Linked DNA regions of Rattus norvegicus: region 1 is linked to region 2. Evidence: chromatin contacts called from public Hi-C data. All regions are on one chromosome and are shown on one strand. Each heading gives the region's core, a stretch centred on a gene start, on an enhancer-like site or on the middle of the called end of the contact. The rest is flanking DNA. Distances are from core to core; before and after follow the strand shown. Region 1 overlaps Ctnnbip1 (catenin, beta-interacting protein 1). Region 2 overlaps Ube4b (ubiquitination factor E4B).

Evidence for each region. Hi-C and Micro-C count contacts between places; a contact is called where the count stands out from the background.
Region 1: a Hi-C map of liver shows a contact between it and region 2, with 2.5 times the contacts expected there. The contact joins two enhancer-like sites. A contact is called at or near these places in 9 of 12 Hi-C or Micro-C datasets (the A7r5 cell line, the Rat2 cell line, Schwann cells and 5 more).

Annotation. Positions count from the first base shown.
Region 1 is chr5:165,272,252-165,276,873 of GRCr8, forward strand. It overlaps Ctnnbip1 (catenin, beta-interacting protein 1), which reads left to right. Exons shown (of 5, transcript NM_001173388.1): 3 at 1-97; 4 at 699-789. The coding sequence starts at 2. Among named protein-coding and RNA genes, the nearest start is that of Ctnnbip1, 29 kb to the left of the region's middle. Within about 2 kb of position 1,285, at least 3 of the 93 cell types and tissues checked have an H3K27ac peak or open chromatin away from gene starts, as enhancers often do. A contact at or near this core is called in liver, where this site is marked.
Region 2 is chr5:165,115,938-165,120,537 of GRCr8, forward strand. All of the region lies in intron 2 of Ube4b (ubiquitination factor E4B), which reads right to left. Among named protein-coding and RNA genes, the nearest start is that of Ube4b, 35 kb to the right of the region's middle. Within about 2 kb of position 3,109, at least 3 of the 93 cell types and tissues checked have an H3K27ac peak or open chromatin away from gene starts, as enhancers often do. A contact at or near this core is called in liver, where this site is marked.

The DNA of each region.
Region 1 (4,622 bases), core at 35-2,534, 150 kb after region 2:
GATGAACCGTGAGGGAGCACCCGGGAAGAGTCCGGAGGAGATGTACATTCAGCAGAAGGTCCGCGTGCTGCTCATGCTGAGGAAGATGGGGTCAAATGTGAGTGCCTGGGGGCTGTCCAGGAGCAGGGCCTGCTGCCCTGAAGGAGGGAAGGTACAGCTGCAGTTACTTCCTGGGGAGGGCTGTGGGCCTGTGGATTAATCTCTCTGCTGCCAGTTCAGGAATCCCCAACGCAGAGCCCACACGCTCACTTTAGGGAGCATTGCTGAGGTTATCTTTCCACTCCATTTTTATTTTGGGCAGGGACGGTGAGGACTTTACCCCTCCTTTCTGATCCTCAGTGACCTCAGAGAGGCTTCTCTCCTGGGGCAGATACGGGGCAGCTGGGCAGGGCGACCACTGGAGAGAGCAGTAGAGCAAGCACAGGGCATCTTTTGAAAAAGAAATGGAGAAACCCGAGACTGCTGATGGCCATTGGTGTGTGGCCGGGGACTGGGCTTTCATATCTACCCCACCCCAGAGTAGACACTGATCTAGATCCAGAGTGGCAGGCATGTGAATGTCGGGGACCAGGACGGGAGCAGGATGTGACTGCTGGGACAGATGCCAGGCATAGAGGGCAAGGAGCAAGAGGGGAGGTGCAGGGGCAGCAAGTGCGGGGTCCACGCTCCTCTCTCATCTCAGCGCTTTCACCCTGCAGCTGACTGCCAGCGAGGAGGAATTCCTGCGCACCTATGCAGGGGTCGTCAACAGCCAGCTCAGCCAGCTGCCACAGCACTCCATCGACCAGGGTGAGCCAAGGGCCAGGCACAAAGCTGAATGGGTGGCCTGGGAGTTCAGGAAAAGGGGAGCAGACAGTGTTCCTTCCCATGCACAGGCTCCTGTCTGGTCCCAGCAATGGGGATCCAACAAGGCAGGTGGTGATGTCTTTCTAGGCCTGGAGGGAGGAGGACGAGGTAGAGTGTCTGGAGCCTTGTGCAACCACAGAGGGTCTGGTTATTGCATCCCTTAACCTTCAGCCTGTTCCCTGTCTGCTCAGCACCTAGTTCAGGGACCACGAAACTGCTCAATGTTCTGAGATTTCTGTCCCTGTCAGGGACAACTGTGCAGGGACTGGTGGGCCGGCCCTTAACAGGAAGAGGTGGCTCAAAGGGCCTGATATCTCTACATGCAAAAGGGATCCTCACAGTCAAACCTTCACTCCGGTGTTTATTGTAGAGCAGGGCCTGTGCCAGGGATCGATACATAGTGTTTGACTGTTGACAGCTGTTTCTTGTATGACTTCCAGCTAGCAGGCAGTGTTTGGGGATCAGGAAGTAATTGCCCTTGACCACACCGAGGTGCCCAGGAGCCTCACTGCTGGGCTGCTGGGCTGCTGGGCTGCTAGCTCCCTGTCCCCTTGCTTCTTGTGGAGCCTCCTCCCCTCCGAGAGCCCCACCTGACTCTCTAGCACAGTGTTCTGAGCAGCGTCTCCTCATGGTCCTTTTCTGGTAGGCTTTCATGCTTGGTTGGGGCTGTACAGTATTTTAGTGAGCCAGGCAGTGTAGGTCACACCCTTAATCCCAGGAGGCCAGCTTGTTCTACAGACCAAGTTCTAGGAGTGCCAGGGCTACACAGAGAAACCCTGTCTCAAATTAAAAAAAAAAAAGATACTTGAGTGGCCCGTGGCATGTCCAGACAGGAGCAGCCACCAGAGCAGAGCAGAGAGCAGAGGAGAGCAGAGGAGAGCAGAGCAGAGAGCAGAGCAGAGAGCAGAGCAGAGAGCAGAGCAGAGCAGAGAGCAGAGCAGAGCAGAGCAGAGAGCAGAGCAGAGCAGAGCAGAGAGCAGAGCAGAGAGCAGAGCAGAGGAGAGGAGAGCAGAGAGCAGAGCAGAGAGCAGAGGAGAGCAGAGCAGAGCAGAGAGCAGAGCAGAGAGCAGAGAGCAGAGCAGAGAGCAGAGAGCAGAGCAGAGGAGAGGAGAGAGCAGAGAGCAGAGCAGAGCAGAGAGCAGAGCAGAGCAGAGCAGAGAGCAGAGAGGAGAGCAGAGGAGAGCAGAGGAGAGGAGAGAGCAGAGAGCAGAGCAGAGAGCAGAGCAGAGCAGAGAGCAGAGCAGAGCAGAACAGAACAGAGAGCAGAGCAGAGCAGAGAGCAGAGCAGAGAGCAGAGCAGAGCAGAGCGCAGAGCAGAGAGCAGAGCAGAGAGCAGAGCAGAGGAGAGCAGAGCAGAGGAGAGGAGAGAGCAGAGAGCAGAGCAGAGCAGAGGAGAGCAGAGCAGAGCAGAGAGCAGAGCAGAGCAGAGAGCAGAGCAGAGCAGAGCAGAGATCAGAGCAGAGGAGAGGAGAGAGCAGAGCAGAGCAGAGAGCAGAGCAGAGGAGAGCAGAGGAGAGCAGAGGAGAGGAGAGAGCAGAGAGCAGAGCAGAGAGCAGAGCAGAGCAGAGAGCAGAGCAGAGAGCAGAGCAGAGGAGAGCAGAGGAGAGCAGAGGAGAGGAGAGAGCAGAGAGCAGAGCAGAGCAGAGAGCAGAGCAGAGCAGAGAGCAGAGCAGAACAGAACAGAGAGCAGAGCAGAGCAGAGAGCAGAGCAGAGAGCAGAGCAGAGAGCAGAGCAGAGAGCAGAGAGCAGAGCAGAGAGCAGAGCAGAGAGCAGAGCAGAGAGCAGAGAGCAGAGAGCAGAGAGCAGAGCAGAGAGCAGAGCAGAGAGCAGAGAGCAGAGCAGAGAGCAGAGCAGAGCAGGGTGTCTGCTGTGTTGAGGCTGCTGGGGAGGAAAGCAGGTCAGTCACACTAGGCTGCCATTCCCATTATCCTTCATGTTGTGGGCTCAGCCCTAGATACAGGGGTCGCTTCCCCAACTCAGAAGAGTCCTCCAGGGAACCTTGAGCAGCCCAGCACCTGGGGGCTGTGCGTGTATCACACAAAACTACATCCCGGCAGGCCTGCTCAAGTACTCTGCAGCCAAGCGTGTTTACGGTCGACCCCACCTTCCCACTGGCTCTGGAAGGAGTCCTTTTCTTCTTGATGGCTGGTCTGGGTTTCTCCACCTAGCTCCTAAGCCAGGTCCACCTGAGCACTTCAGACTTCTGAGCTAGTTCCAAGGGACTCTGTCCTCCCACATGATCCTGAGTTATTGGGTCTCTGAGTCTCTGCAAATGTCCCTGGTTCCCACCCTTAATAGGACAGGTGAGGAACCGAACCTTGGGACCAGGCAGGATTGGCCATGCCCACTATGTACCGAGGGGATACATACTGGGTTGCTAGTAGGGAAAAAATGGTTCCTATGGTGTTGAGGATCAGTCCAGAAGCCTCGTGTATGCCGGCCTATGCTCTACACTGGGTACAGCCCAGGTTTTCTTTTTTTTTTTTTTTTTTCGGAGCTGAGGACTGAACCCAGTGCCTTGCACTTGCTAGGCAAGCACTCTACCACTGAGCTAAATCCCCAACCCCCTGGGTTTTCATAATGGACTTTTGCTTTCAAAGTTAGTGAGTTTTGTAAAATATTTTTTGTGTGTTGTTCATGCATTCTTTTGTAAGAAGTGAAAAATCTTCTCTGGGTCCAACCTAGGGCCTTGGACATGCTAGGTAAGCACTCCACTATTAGGTTATATCCCCTTGTCTTTAAGAAGTTATATGTTGACCCAGAGAGATGGCTCAGCAGTTAACACCAAGTACTGTTTTTTGCGGATGGCCAGAGTTCAATTCCCAGTACACCCATATCAGACAAAACTACCTATAACTCCAGTGCAGTCTAATGTCTCTGGCCTCCATAGGTACCTGCACTCACATGCACAGACCCACACACATACTTAACTAAAAAAAAATAATTCAATAAATTTTTTTTTTTGGTTCTTTTTTTCGGAGCTGGGGACCAAACCCAGGGCCTTGTCAATAAATCTTTTTAAAAGTTACTGTTTATTATTTATTTATAATAATAAATAATAATAAAAGTTATTATTTAGGGGCTGGGGATTTAGCTCAGTGGTAGAGCGCTTACCTAGGAAGCGCAAGGCCCTGGGTTCGGTCCCCAGCTCTGAAAAAAAGAACCAAAAAAAAAAAAAGTTATTATTTAGCTGTACATGTTGGTACACACTTATAATCCTAACAAGAGTTCAAGGCTAGCCTGAGATACATAAGACTCTATTTCATATACACACACACACGCACACGCACACGCACATGCACACGCGCACGCGCATGAAAACTCACTTTGCAGAACCAACATTTGAGAATACTACAAATATGTCTGCTGTTAAGAGGGTCACGGTTATGGCTGAGGATTTGGCTCAGTTGATGGAGTGCTTGCCTAGTGTCCACGAAAACTCGGGTTCAGTCCCCAGCACCAATCAGGCGGGTGGTAGCACCTCCTGAGGCCCCAGCACTTGGGCGGCAGAGGCAGGTACATCAGTTAAGTCTTGACTACATAGTGAGTTGGAGGTTGGCCTGGGCTACACAAGACTCTGTCTCAAAAAGAGGAGGTAACCATGGTGACCTCACTGTGCCTTGGCTCTGAAACTGCTGATGTAGCCAGAAGCAGTTGTGGGCAGATAGATGTGGTCTCTTGGGTGTGAGGCACCCATAGACACTTTCTTTGCTGTGGCATGAGTTTCCCGGATTGGGGGAGAACCATATCTGACGAAGGGTGTGGAACATGTGTG
Region 2 (4,600 bases), core at 1,859-4,358:
CGTGATGCTTGTGTGTTCTCATGCATTGAAAGATGAACAGAGACAGGAAGATCTCTGGAAGCTGGCTTCCACTCTATAAAGTTCTAGGTCAGTAGGAGTCCATCTCAAACAAAAGGGGAGAAGGAATAACTTCCGAGGCAGTCATATTACCACCTCACACATGTACCACACACACACACACACACACACACACACACACTACATACATACACAGGAGCACATGTGCACACACAAGTGCACATACACACTACACACACAAGCTCTAATGCACACATGCTGCACACATGGAATACATACACATGAGTACACGTACACACACTGTACACAAGTGCACATACACAATACACACAGCTTTGAGAGGTTTTCAAAATTTATGGCATGGCATCAAGTGGGTAATTTTTGTGAACACTGATCTTTCATTTAAGTTTAGTGTCTCAGGGGGCTGGGGATTTAGCTCAGTGGTAGAGTGCTTACCTAGGAAGCGCAAGGCCCTGGGTTCGGTCCCCAGCTCCGAAAAAAAGAACCAAAAAAAAAAAAAAAAAAAAAAAAAAAAAGTTTAGTGTCTCAGTTTATCTACAATAATGGGACTAAAGGAAAGGCTTCTCTAGCCCCTCTAGTTCTGTTAAAGTTAAAAATGCCACCTGCTGTTGGTGAATGTGTATCTCTGTGCACATGTGTGCACACATAAAGGAGGGCTGTCCAGGACTCCTGGTGCCCAGCACTGCTCCTCTGCCTTCAGGCCATTTACCTGTGAGGCAGGTACAAGGGCGACAGCAGTGCTGTGCAGAGCTGACCTCAGATCAGGCCGGGAAGGCTGTGAGCAGCGGAGATGGCAGGACTCTGGGACCACCGGTGCAGACATACCTGTCACTAGCAAGACACTGACACCGGCTCCAATTCACAAGAGGATGAATGTGGCCCTAGGAACAAATGTGCAAGCAAAGAAGAAAGGTTCCAACCAAGACCAAGAGAAACCTCCAGGGCGTCTGGGGGCCACTGCTCTCAGGCCTGGGTCTCGGCCTGGGTCTCTGCCTCTAGCCAGAAGCTGCCTTTGTTAGTGGTTTCTTTTTTTTTTTTTTTTTTAAAGATTTATTTATTTATTATATATAAGTACACTGTAGCTGTCTTCAGATACACCAGAAGAGGGCATCAGATCTCTTTACAGATGGTTGTGAGCCACCATGTGGTTGCTGGGAATTGAACTCATGACTTCTGGAAGAGCGGTCGGGCGCTCTTAACCGCTGAGCCATCTCTCCAGCCCCCTGAGCCATCTCTCCAGCCCCCTAGTGGTTTCTTTTTTTCTCAGACAGACAGATCTCACTATGTAGCCTCCACGGGCCACAAACTTGTGGAAATCTTCCTGCCTCTGCCTCCCGAGCCTGGGTCTACAGGCAGAGGCGGCCCAGCTGTTTGTCTTCATTTACTTATTTGTTTAGGCGACTTCTATCTCACTGGATGGAGACCAAGGCCTCCTGATCCCCAGCAAGCTCTTCTGAAAGCCAGTTCTGAACTACACAAACTTCCCCTCTCCTGCCTGTACCAAGTGTAAGACAGAAAGGATGCTCGTAACAGAACAAAGACTACAAGTCTGCCCTGGCCCCTGGTGCCACCCTTAGGCAAAGGCACTGTGCTGCAAGAGTGCCTTCCCCTCAGCTGAAATCCCCAAAGAGCACAACTGACTGTAAAGGACCTCACTGAAGACTCAAAATTGGAGGACACAGAATGGACTTCCCTGCCCCGGCACCAATCAATCACCAAGGCCACTTTTGCCCTAAGGACTTGGCCTCTGACTGTGCTGTCCACAGCCTTGCTCCCCCACACCATTCTGGACCCTGCTGACCACACTGCCTATTATTACCAAGGCTCATGGCTATCACTAGAACAGACGGACTCTTTCCTGCTCTCCCTGGGTACTTTATTCCAGCACCCCGACTCTCAGTAATCTACGAGCACTTAGACCCGACCTGAGACCTGGCATGGCTTACACACGCACCAAGTGGGCTGCATGACCTCACGGCATTTACCACGTCACTGTCACAACCCAGAGACACTACCGAGTAAAACAAAACACGACAAGCAAATTCAGGGAAGTGCGGATAACCCCTGTAACCAACAGACAAGGATTACCCCGTTTTTCAAAAGCAATAATGCTGGGGGTTTTGTTTTGTGGCTGGGCATGGTGCCTTTTATCTCAGCAACGGAGAGGCAGAGGCAGGAGGATATCTGAATTTGATGCCATTTGTCTACACAGAGTTCCAGGCCAGCCAGGGAAAACACACTGAGAACCTGTCTTCAAAAAACAAAACAGGGGCTGGGGATTTAGCTCAGTGGTAGAGCGCTTACCTAGGAAGCGCAAGGCCCTGGGTTCGGTCCCCAGCTCCGAAAAAAAGAACAAAAAAAAAAAAAAAAAAAAAACAAAACAGGGGGCTGGAGAGATGGCTCAGCGGTTAAGGGCACTGACTGCTCTTCCAGAGGTCCTGAGTTCAATTCCCAGCAACCACATGGTGGCTCATAGCCATTTGTAATGGGATCCGATGCCCTCTTCTGGTGTGTCTGAAGACAGAGTGTACTCATATTCATTAAGTAAATAAAATCATTTAAAAAAAAACAAAACAAAACAAACAAAAACATGGTAGCTGGGCATACGTGTGTCTGTGTATATCTGAGTGAGTTGGGTGGGGGGAGGGGTGGGGGAGGGGGAACCAAGCCAGGGTTTGCACAAGGCTGAGCACTTGCCCCTAGCCCACGGCAGACTTGAAAACACTCATAATCTTCATTCAACACATGGTGGCTGGCACCTGAGAAATGACACCCTTGACCTCCCACGCGTGTGCACACACAGGAATCAGATGTAGTGCAGCAAATATGCATCGAGTTTTAAGAGAAGGAAACGCGGTGTCAGTAACTGTCAGTCTTCTGTGTAAAACCCAAAGCGATGGGAGGCCACGGGGTCAGGAGGGGCAATCACACCGGAACAAAGTCCTGTAAGGGCTCTGAAGTCGTGTCCTTGCTGAAAGGCCAGCGCAACCTTTCCGTGAGAACAGCTGCCTAGCAACCCACTCAACCTTGCACCAAGGCCTCCTTTATCGATCTTTGTGGCCAATGATCACTCCAAACAACTTACATAAGCTCCCTCCCTCTACCTGTCTGCCTTTCTGTCTCTACCCACAACCATGCTCCCCTACTGCACGGATGTCGTCACTACAGAAGACGTGATCCCAACCAACAATACACCAGTCCCCATACAGCCCTCTGCTCATTTCCAAATGAACTCGTAGTTTCCTTAAAAGGTCTTTCTCTCCATTATTAGATTTAAAGGAGTAACTGAGTGAAGACGTTAAACGGCTTCTGGGATTGGTGTATGATACTGGACTTTAAGGGCCATGGTGGTGAGGGAGAGGTGAAGCGTCAGGAGTTCCACAGGCATCAGTTCTGTCCCAAGTCTTTTGCCCTACCCCCTTTTTAATTTGAGAAGAAAGTGAATAGTACAGAGATTATAAACTTCTCTTCAGGAGAAAGGAGAAACTTGCTGGTTTCAGGGGAAGGAGTAATCTTCACTTGTACTTGGCTTCTAACACTGGTGACAAACACCACTGCTCTCCTGGGTCCAGCATGAGTCTTGTGAACAAGGGGATAAACACCATGTCAAGGAGCCAGAGACAGCACAGTGGGTCTCTCATTGTTAGGTTTAAGAGAGAGAGAGAGGTGAGGGGGTATGTGTGAAGAGGAGGACGTGGTTTTCTCTTTCCCTGGGAGTTCCCAGGCCTGAGCTTAGGTTGTCAGCCTTATAGACAAGTGCGTTCACCCGCTGAGCCATCCTGCTAGCCCTTAGCTTTTTTTTCTTTATTTAATACTTATTTATTTGCAACAGGGTTGGCTTAGAACTCACTACGTAGATCTGGCTGGCCCTGAATTCGTAAAGACCTATCTACCCCTGCCTTTCGAGTGCTGATTTAAGGTGTGAGCATCATACCTGGCAACTCTTTATTCTTAAAATGACAATTGTCATAATCTCTTGAAATGTCTTTAAGCTACACATGCCTGTGTTGTTCTGGTCATTTTCTCTTTGTGACCCACTCACTAATTCACCCCATCTTAGATCCAGTGCCAGGCATGGGGGACACAGGAGTGAGCGGAACAAATACCAGCTCCTGACCCAGACCTGGAGTTCCTACTCCATCAGGGGAGGCAGACAAAATGGGTGCACACAAGACACGGTGCTATGGTGGTAAGGCCAGCACTAGGGAGGTAAAAACAGGTGGACGCCACAACTGAGGCCAGCCTGGGCCTCATACAGCAAGATTCTGTCTCAAAATCAAAACAAAATCGAAACTCAGGGGTACAAAGAGCACACAGTTGGGTAGAGCCTAGAGGTGTGGCTCTGTGTTATGTACGTTAGACAGTGGCCAAAGACAGCTTTCCTGAGAAAGGGACACCAAACCATTGTTCGCTTGCTCTGGGTTTTATCCTTCCTCTTCCTTTTAATATCATCTTCACTTACTTATGGTGGGGCTGATACACCTCTCTCTCTCCTTGTCTCTCCCCACCCCTGTGTAAGGGTGTATGTGTGTGTGTGTGTGTGTGTGTGTGTGTGTGTCTG